Linked DNA regions of Arachis hypogaea: region 1 is linked to region 2. Evidence: chromatin contacts called from public Hi-C data. All regions are on one chromosome and are shown on one strand. The core of a region is the stretch at or near the end of the contact, and the rest is flanking DNA. Distances in the headings are between cores, read along the strand shown.

Region 1 (4,650 bases), core at 6-2,505, 89 kb before region 2:
TGAGGTTGAGGTTGAAGGGTAGAAGGCAACATGAAAATGCGTTTCGGCCTTTGGCTTGAACCCAATTTCTGACACAAACAGAAGATGGGGTGCAAGTGGCACCACCATACTTGGACACTTTTCTTGTCACCACTCAGCACTCACCACTCACCCTCCTCAACATCATAAAAGCACAAATTCGTACCCATTTCAATTCCGCCGTTACGCATGTCATATCCGTTACCTTTCTCCGTTTTTCTTTTTTTAAAAACACACTGACGGTGAGTCGGTGACGATACAATTGATATTATTGTAAGCTTTTATTACTACTTACTGACACTAACTATTTGTGACTTGTATATTGAATTTGTACCCTTTTTGTTTATTTATCTTATTTTGAAAATGAACGGAACGAAGGTCTATGGTCAATGAAAAAGCAACGTACAGACAGGGAATATTTGATATCATCATGATATATATATAGTAAGCTTCAAAAGCTTATCAAACCCATGAAGATTACAATTTGTCACTTCCAAAAAAGTAAAAAGTTCAATAATAACACAATTAGCCGTTTTTCCTCCAACATTTCTCATCTGCGTACTACTTATCTTCTAAATCATCTTGATTAAGAAACATTGCCTCCCTTTTTATTAACTATACAAAAAAAAATGTAAATTAATTTTCTAGTGTTATACAATTTAAGCGGTTTGAGAATTATGATGTATAAATTTGTCAGATGCCTTAGATTAGATGTTGAATGCAATGCGGCACGTAAAAATATAATATATACATTTTTTGAAAAAATAGCTATTATATATCTGCCAAGAAAAATTAACCCAGGGGGAGAGAACCTATGTTTCGTAACGGTAGATATAGCTCTTGTGCCTATCATGGTACGCTAGGTGGTGCTGCCAATATTATATACAAATAAAAACAATATTGCAGGATGCAGAGCGAAAAATATCTTTGTCTTATATGTTGTATTCTCCATATACTCCATACTAGCAAGTCAGAAAAGGCTTATTGTAGTTGATCTCCATGGACCATGTATATCATGCAAAAAAACGTAACCAAATAAAGTTGAAATAATAATAATATCTTATCGCTTAAGAAATAATCAAAATGATCGACAAACATGCTCTTCATTGATACTAATAGACGTGCATGCGTCTCTTTCCTTGTTTTAAAAGACGCATCTATGTTTGTGTAGCATGACACTAGTTCAGTACTATACTTCACAGAGAGAGTCATGTGCAATGAATAATTAATGATCCACTTGAATGAATGAAAGGCAAATCATGCATATGTGTGAGTGTGTGTGATCAATGGGGACGTTAGGCCACAGAGACAGAGGTGTCGTTGTCTGCTAGATTAAGTGATTAACCATGCATCCAATGTTTTATATATTTGAGAAAAAGGCCTGGCCTGCTTATGATGTTGGCATTTTCTACAACTGGGATTTTTCACATACTCATAACCATAATTAACCTAGCCCACTTGGGCCCTTCTTGGGCTTCTACCTTATCTGGTCCCCTACCCTCATCTGCCTATTCACTTTCCATCGTTATATCATGAACTAATGCTGCCTATTATGAAAATTTGGTCAAATATATTAAATTATTTATATTATTTTTACATGAAGAAAAATTCACATAATTAGCCATCATCGTTTATTTATGTATTAAATAGTATAGAGAAAATGTGAGATTAGTATCAAATTAGAAATCTAGAGAAAAATCCAATAGATCCATACTCATAATCCTGTTGAATTGGCTGAATTCCAAATAATAAATTTGGTATACCAATAATTCATTTTTTTAGAAGAAAATTGAGACAAGAGTATATGTCCCATGAAGAATACTAATTGCTTTGAATTTGATGAGTTAATTTGGTCTTTCAAGAAACACAAGGTTGCGGTCGCTGAAGCAGATAAACATAAGAAGACAGAGGGGAAGAAAACCGAAAAATGCCAAGAGACGGTTACACGTATGGATTGAGAATCAGAGAGGATCTTTGCTATAGTTCTTTCGGGCCCAGGAGATTGAATCCCAGCCGTTCATGTAACCATCAACACAAGAGGTTGTTCTCTGGTTTAGCGCAAATGTGTAACATGGTGGCTTGCTTGGTCCCCAACGACACGTCTTCTCCAGCCAATCAATATTGTTTTGTTTCATCCACAAGATTGTGACTGCGGTCCCACCTATTAATTTCAATGTTCTATACGGTAGTGTTTGTTTCTACCAACTGAGATTGGAGATTGGAATTGTTGTAGGGATTAAAATTTCGGGAACTTAAATTTTAATAATATTTTTATTTAATTTTATATTTATTTTAAACCAAACATAATATTTAGATATAACTTAATCTATTATTTTATATTAAATATGATACAAAAATTTAGTATGTATATTATATTATTGTATATCGCATAAATGAATTATCTGATTTTTTGTTTTATTGATGAGCCGCATCATGTTATGGGCCAGAGCAATGTTGGGCTTATCCATTGGAAGCTGGAGCCCGATTAAAAGTTGGAGTCCCCTACTGACTAGAGAGTTACATAACGCTGCTCATTTTGGCAGAGCAGCACAGACTGCCACTATGAAAAATCCGTTCATTTATTTATTGCAATTTTAAATTACCTACGTCGGCCGTTATCACTTTTATTTATATTTTGTGAATTAATTACTAGATAATATTAGATCATTTCTCATTAAAAATATCTTTATGCACATAATTAAAAATTATTAAATTATTTAACATATTTAATTAAATTATTTAATATAATATAATATATATTTATTCATATTTCAGTTATTACCTTCATATAAACTTCTGTATTTAATGCCGTGACTCCTCATGTGATTTTATTATTTTTCATTTATGATTACTTTGCCTATTTGGGGTTCATAGTCATTTATTGTCAAAGCACTTGTTCATTTTTTCTCTTGCTAGAGTTCATCCAAATTTCGTGGTGCAATGCTTGGGTTTACGAATTTTATAAATACATTGGGCCTCCTAGATGGGAGATGGACCCAAAAAAACGTTTTAACCTTAATAAGATATGACTAATTAGTAATTACTAGCATCTCGCCCCGATAATAATATATAATAGAAAAAATTTCACTCCCCTCTTATGGGAGATGTTAAAATGACATTCTATTTTTCTCTATTTTATAAATGTATATTTTTTCCCTTCAAATTTTTAAAAAGCCTCCTCTTTAATCTATTTTAAACTTTTTAAATTAACTAATGTTAACTTTATCTATTTAAAAAAAAAGAATTATTTTCTAAAAAAATACCTATTAACAAAAAATTTATTTTTTATCATTAAATTTTTTTTACTAAAATATCCTTTAATAAACTATTCTTTTATTGATTAAATTGAATTTTTTAAAAAATTTAATAATTATATTATTTTTTCTAAAATACCCTTCAATAATTTTTTAATTATTAAATTATAATTTTATCAAAATTTTTGTTAACAAATTTTTTATATTTTACGATTAATTTTTTAATATCTATATATATTATTTTAACATTAAATAAAAAATTTTAGTAAGATTATTTCTCAATATCAATATCAATATATATTAATTGTTATACATATTAACGGTGGTAAGATTTTTTTATTTAATGTTAAAATAATATATATTGATATAAAAAAAATTAATAGTAAATATAAAAATAATTATTAACAAAAATTTTAGTAAAATAAAAATTTAATAATTAAAAAATTAGTAAAAACTATGTATCTTAGAAAAAAATAATTTAATTATTAATTTTTTTAAAAATATTTTGGTAAAAATACAATTTAATCAATAAAGAATAATTTATTAAAGACTATTTTAGTAAGCAAAATTTAATGATAAAAAATAAAATTTTTGCAAATGGGTATTTTTTAAAAAAATAATTTTTTTCTTAAAAAATAGATAAAGTTAATATTAATTAACATAAAAAGTTTAAAATGGATTAAAGAGAAGGTTTTTTAAAAGTTAGAAGGGAGGAGAATGTACATTTATAAAATAGAAGAGAGGAGAGTATCATTTTAGCATCTCGTTGAAAAAGAGAGTGAAATTTTCTCTATATAATAATAATAAAGAAATGAGTATTCATTTCGATACGATACGAGTACAATATAAAATATTTCTATAAAATTATCTCATAATATGATGGAAAGGTATATTTTTGTTAAAATATTCAAAATGATACTCCAACATAGTATTCATATATGTGCAGCTTGGCATGGTTATAATTGAACTTCAATTAAAACACGAATATCCTTCAATTTGTTACAATTTAGTGGTTATTTTATGTAACAGTGATCTTAAGCTTTTGGCTTGCCTCACAATGCTTGCCAACAGAGCAGATGAAATAATAGTCACCACAATGGTTCAACGTCAAAGTGGTGTTCTCCATGAAGTATTGAGCCAGAGTCTTTTTCATCGAACAATGATCGTAGTCCTCTTTTTCAACCTGCACCACCGTGTTCAATCCAGGTTTGTAATTGAACACTACAATTTTTATTAGTTAGTTCTTCAGTAAATTTAATCTCCATAAGTATATAGTAGCTAGAAAATAAAAATATAATAGATATCACGCACAAAGTTTGTCACCAACACAAAATTTTCTGTTCTTGGCCCAGTCGTTGTAGAAACCAGTATATTTGGG
Region 2 (4,985 bases), core at 1,696-4,195:
AGTAATTATTCAGTGAGTCAGATGGATCCGAAGAGTCATGCCTCCTCTCCACCTCCTCAATATCTGATTCCAAACACTTAATTTCTTCTACTAATTTGGAGGCATCCTTCTGCCTCTTCTCTTTCAACGAGGCAAGGAAATGCAGTAACAGTTCTGATTCTACATCATCTTGTTCAATATTTGATGACAACTCCTCATTATACAACTCGTGCAATCCATTGATCACTTCAGATTGTAGGATTTCCCTGTTATGCAACATAAAAAAAACCTTAGGGAATCATATAATAGTACATCACTCGGGTTTGAGTTCCATATTTCAAGGAATAGCAGCATATTTAACTGAAACAAGCAACTAATGTAATGATGATACATGAAAAATAATTGATGAGACTTATGATGACAAATATTTTCCAAATCTTTATCAAAAGATATTATACATATGATGTGTTCAAATCAAATCTGGCCTTAATTATGATGGAAAAGATTTCAGTATTACCTAGTTGTTGGACGTGATGACGGTTCCGGATGCAGCAACCAGAGACAAAAGCCAGCTTCCTTAGGATTTTCTGAAAGGAAAACCGGAGGAAGAATCCTATGTTGAAGATCAGACATTGCTGCAATTCGAGCTCTTTCAGAGTCAAAATGGCCGAGTAACTGAAAGAATAGACCTAAATATAATCAGCTCCAATTTGATGTTTAATTAGGCTATAAAGAGTTGATTGAAAACCATATAAGGCCATTTCATTTTTTTTTAATAAGATTAAAAAAGAAGAAAAAAGGAAGGCAAAATTCAGTCCCAACATTTTTACATGGAAGCAGGTTTTATAATGCCTTTGATATTTAGGAACTCGTCTACATATAAGGAATAAAAATCAAAATGAACATATGAAAATTGCATCTAAATAAATGAATGAGAATCACTGGCTAGTCTACCCACCTCAAAAAGGAGGACACCTAAGCAGTAGATATTTGATGATGTTGTGCATCCCCCCTCAGGACTTGCATACCATTTTTCTTCCAATTTTTCACCTAAAGATAACAGTGACCGACCTGCACTGGATACGCGAGGGACGCTAGACATCCTCCTAATATTATATTTGGAATATTGGATATCCTCTTCATATTCATTGCAATAATCCTGTGATCCAACTGTACGGGCTTTTCTATCACTGGCATTTTCAAGACATGAATCACTCCCAGATATTCTCACACCTTCATTAAATTTTTGTTTCTTTGACACCATGTCATGAGAAGGAAATGTTACTTGCTCTGACAGCCTTTTACTACTTAAAGATTCATTTAAGTGAAGAACTTCAGAATTCACAACACTATCTGACATCTGCTCTTGTATAGGTAACCCGATGTGCAAGACTTGGTTTGATGGTAATAATTTTATGTAAGATGGATATAGGTTGTTCAATGCAGTTCCCTGAGAGTGAGAATCATCCACTAAATCCACAATCTTTCTAAATAAATTCAAACACTCCACTTTGCTTGCTTTGTGTTGTTCACATTTCAACCATTCTCTCAAAGTTACACCACCATAGCCAAATCCTCCTGGTCTATGCACAGAACTACTATAAGAAGGACACTTTGCAGTTATGGAATCACAGCTTGCCGATATGGTAGACTTCCACGGACTATCGCTGCCAGTCTTCTGATACTGATCTGTACCAATGCCAGCTTTCATCTTATTCTCACCGATATCAATGGCGGTCTTCCTTGGTTTCTGATCAGTATCAGTGCCAGTCTTCATCTGATTTTTATCTCTAGACTGAACGGCGAGCACATCAGAAGATGGACCTCTACATATGATACCCTTACCCTTCAAGGTACTTTTAATGAAATACTCAGCAAATCCAGAATTGGATATAATTTTCGTCCGAATTTGTCCATGAACATCAGCTGCAATCTCTTTATTCTCATAATCTTCCAAGCGTTCAATAACATTGGTGTGACCATCACTGAGTGATTTTCTAGCTAGTAGCTGTGCAAAAGATGTGGACCCAGCAGCATCAGCATCCTCCTGGACAGCGTTTCCAAGCCCTGAATGGCTCCCTACCTGAGAAAGATTCAGCCAACGATTCTGCTTATTATTATAAATCTGCTGTCGGTTGCTGGATGTACCAATATCCAAAGTAGAACTATTGTAACTTTTCACAGTTAATTCTTCAACATCCCTAAAAAGGCTTTGATGCGGATGCTGTGATGCTTCTGCAACGTTTTTACCTTGTACGAGTTCATCATATTCCCCCTTAACAGCTCTAGGGATTTCTTGAGATTTTAAGATTTTTGTGTTTAACGCATACCTATCTTCTTTGCCCTGGTGCTCTGAATCCTCGTCAATCTCTAATTCTGTGGGCCCAGCAACCAATTCTTCATCCATACCTAAGCCTTTAGCTTCATTCAATCACGCCTCGTCGTTCCATAATCCTCGAAATTAACACTTACCCTATCCGTATGCCGCCTCAATCTGTCACATGAATTTTGCAAACGCCACGCATTTAATAAAGCAGATAACAGTAACTAATCAGCATTAAAAATCACAAAAGACGGATAGAGTACGAACACGCTATTTGCAGATTTGAATGACCGGCGAAATGAAAGGATGAATCGAGAGAGAGAGGGGTGACGGTAAAGTGATGGAATAAAAAGAAGGGGAAATTGAGGAAGAGAAGAGAGGGGTTGTAATTTCGAAAAGGGGGAAATGGTTGCGTTTGGTGTGTGATGAAAAGGAAGGGAAGTCTAGTCAGGTACAGAAGCAATAGGAAGAGGAACAGGGTGGTCTCAGCTCAGCATCATGATGATGTGGAGGATGAATGATAACGGTGCAAAGGGATCAGGGATGGGCTTCATTATTGGGTTCCTAAATCGTAAATTCGCAATCATACTAGATCAAATGCATTTAGAAAAGAGATACGTATTGTTTTGGTCCTCACGTTGAGGGTCGGAATCGAACCCGTCCCCGATATATATTTTGATTTAAAATCGTCCTTAAAATCGCATTTAAATTTAAAATTGTCATTTATAATATTTTCGGACGTAAATACTCTTGTGTCGTTATGAGGCAATTATGATCATCGAAAATAATAATAAATGTATATATGTATATATAGGAAATTAAAATGAAAGGGAAAGTTTAATAATGATACATTGAATTGAAAGGAGGAAAGGATAAAGTAGCGTGGAAGCCATTGTTGCAGAGCTCACCGTGAGGACCTGCTGGAGAGAGACAGCCATGGCTGCACGAAGCTCAACCTCGTCTCGAATCCCATCTTTGTCACAAGGTAAGCTGCTACTTTGTTCTCATAGTGAGAAGCCGGTGTTGCGAATCTCGGGGACTAAGGAGAATCCAGGTCGCAGATTTTGGGGTTGTGTCTACTTTGAGGTTTGTTTACTTTTTCGCTGAATTGGGTCTTCTGGGTATTGGAAGGGATGGTGATCTCTGTGGGTATGTGCAGGTGCAAGAAGGCTGCAATTTTTTTCGTTGGGCAAATCCAGATACAGAGGTGGAGTATTCAGAAATTGCTAGGTTAAGGAAGAAGCTTTCGATGATGAAATCAAGAACTAAATTGGCGGAGTGGAAGCTGAAGTTCGTTGCAGTGTTAGGGTTTTTGGGTGGGTTGGGTTTGTATGTTTGCTGTTGCAGAGTTGGTCTAAAGCAACGCAACAATGTCTCATTCCGTTGAACCTGGTATGAAACATGTGTAGGTATATTCTGCTATTGTTTTTGGTGGTGAATTGGTCTGGCTGGGGTTTATGTATTAGGGGGGTTCTTGATTGTGGTATGTTGAATGTATTTGAAGATGTAATATGACTGTCTTGTAAGCATGGTTGGATATTGAAATGAGAGTGAAAGTTTTTCTTGGCAAAACATGATTTCCATAACTGAACAATAAGATAACAGTGTCATTAAAATGGTAACAACCTAAAGTGTTTGACATTAAAATGGTAACAACCTAATACATAATAAGCATAGTGTTTGACATTACCAGAACCTTAATAGAAACTTAACTCAAAACAACCTAACCATCAAAAGGATTGGCTAGCAACAAGCCAATATTTCACTACAACCAACAGTAGCACAAAGACAAAATATAAGCAACAAAAAGCAACAAAATATAAGCCAATATTTCAGTACAACCACACTGGATTAACCAGAAGCTTAACACAAACTTAAAACAAAATAAATCAACATGTTAAGTGTTGTCATTTCCCTAAAGCAATCCCCATTTTCTTGGAAGCAACTTTGCCATTAACTTCAGTTTCCTGGGAGAAACATGAGGTCCTCCAGTAAAGCTAACAGAGTAGTGCCTAGTGGGTTGGCTTGAAGATGTGGCAAAGGATGGCTGAAATGCTGGAAGAACAGTGGAGGTTGGTTGTGATGATGAAGTTGGTGGATCAGGTTGGGCTGAAGGTGTGGGCTTCGAGGTCCCCTTGGGCCTGCCTCTAGGCCTTTTTGGTGGTGCTATAGTGTTGGACTGGGCTGAGCTTGTTGGCTGTGTTGCTGAAGCAACTTTTCTCTTGACAGTGAGCTTGGGAGTGGGCTGTGTAGATGCACTTTTCTTTTCTCCCTTAGCAGCTGGAGGGATAGAGTTGTTGCTTCCCCTGGATTGGTTGCCCTTGCTTTGTTTCTTGGAATTTTGGGCCTATGAAACATTTGCAGAAGAACATAAGGCTGAGTTAAAAATTCTCAGACATGCAATGTAAAAAAATTTAATCAATATACCTCATTCTCAATAGGTTTAGGGCATCTGCTTTTATTATGTCCAACAACACCACATATAGAGCGCCTCTGTTTCTCCCCCTTCCTGGACATGTGAGTGCGGCTGCTCTGTTCTTCATCTCCAGCAGCTAGCTTCCTTTTTTTGACTGGCCTGTGACTAGGCCTTCTGTATGGGGGAGGCATTACATCAGGATGTGGTGTAATCTCCCATAGGTCAGGGCCGTTCAATGGGTGAATTACTGCCTCGTAGCACCTCAAG

What was found. A called contact is a pair of places that touch in the nucleus more often than the background predicts.
Region 1: a contact with region 2 is called in a Hi-C map of leaf, with 3 times the contacts expected there. The contact joins the enhancer-like site here to the promoter of LOC112801431 in region 2. A contact is called at or near these places in 2 of 8 Hi-C or Micro-C datasets (both in leaf).

The regions. Positions count from the first base shown.
Region 1 is chr5:41,174,151-41,178,800 of arahy.Tifrunner.gnm2.J5K5, reverse strand. No RefSeq gene overlaps it. Among protein-coding and RNA genes, the nearest start is that of LOC112801434, 6.9 kb to the left of the region's middle. Within about 2 kb of position 1,255, at least 3 of the 3 cell types and tissues checked have open chromatin away from gene starts, as enhancers often do.
Region 2 is chr5:41,086,519-41,091,503 of arahy.Tifrunner.gnm2.J5K5, reverse strand. It overlaps LOC112801431 (protein SPA1-RELATED 2), which reads right to left and starts at 2,945. Exons shown (of 8, transcript XM_025844148.3): 1 at 2,570-2,945; 2 at 938-2,473; 3 at 497-654; 4 at 1-245. The coding sequence starts at 2,386.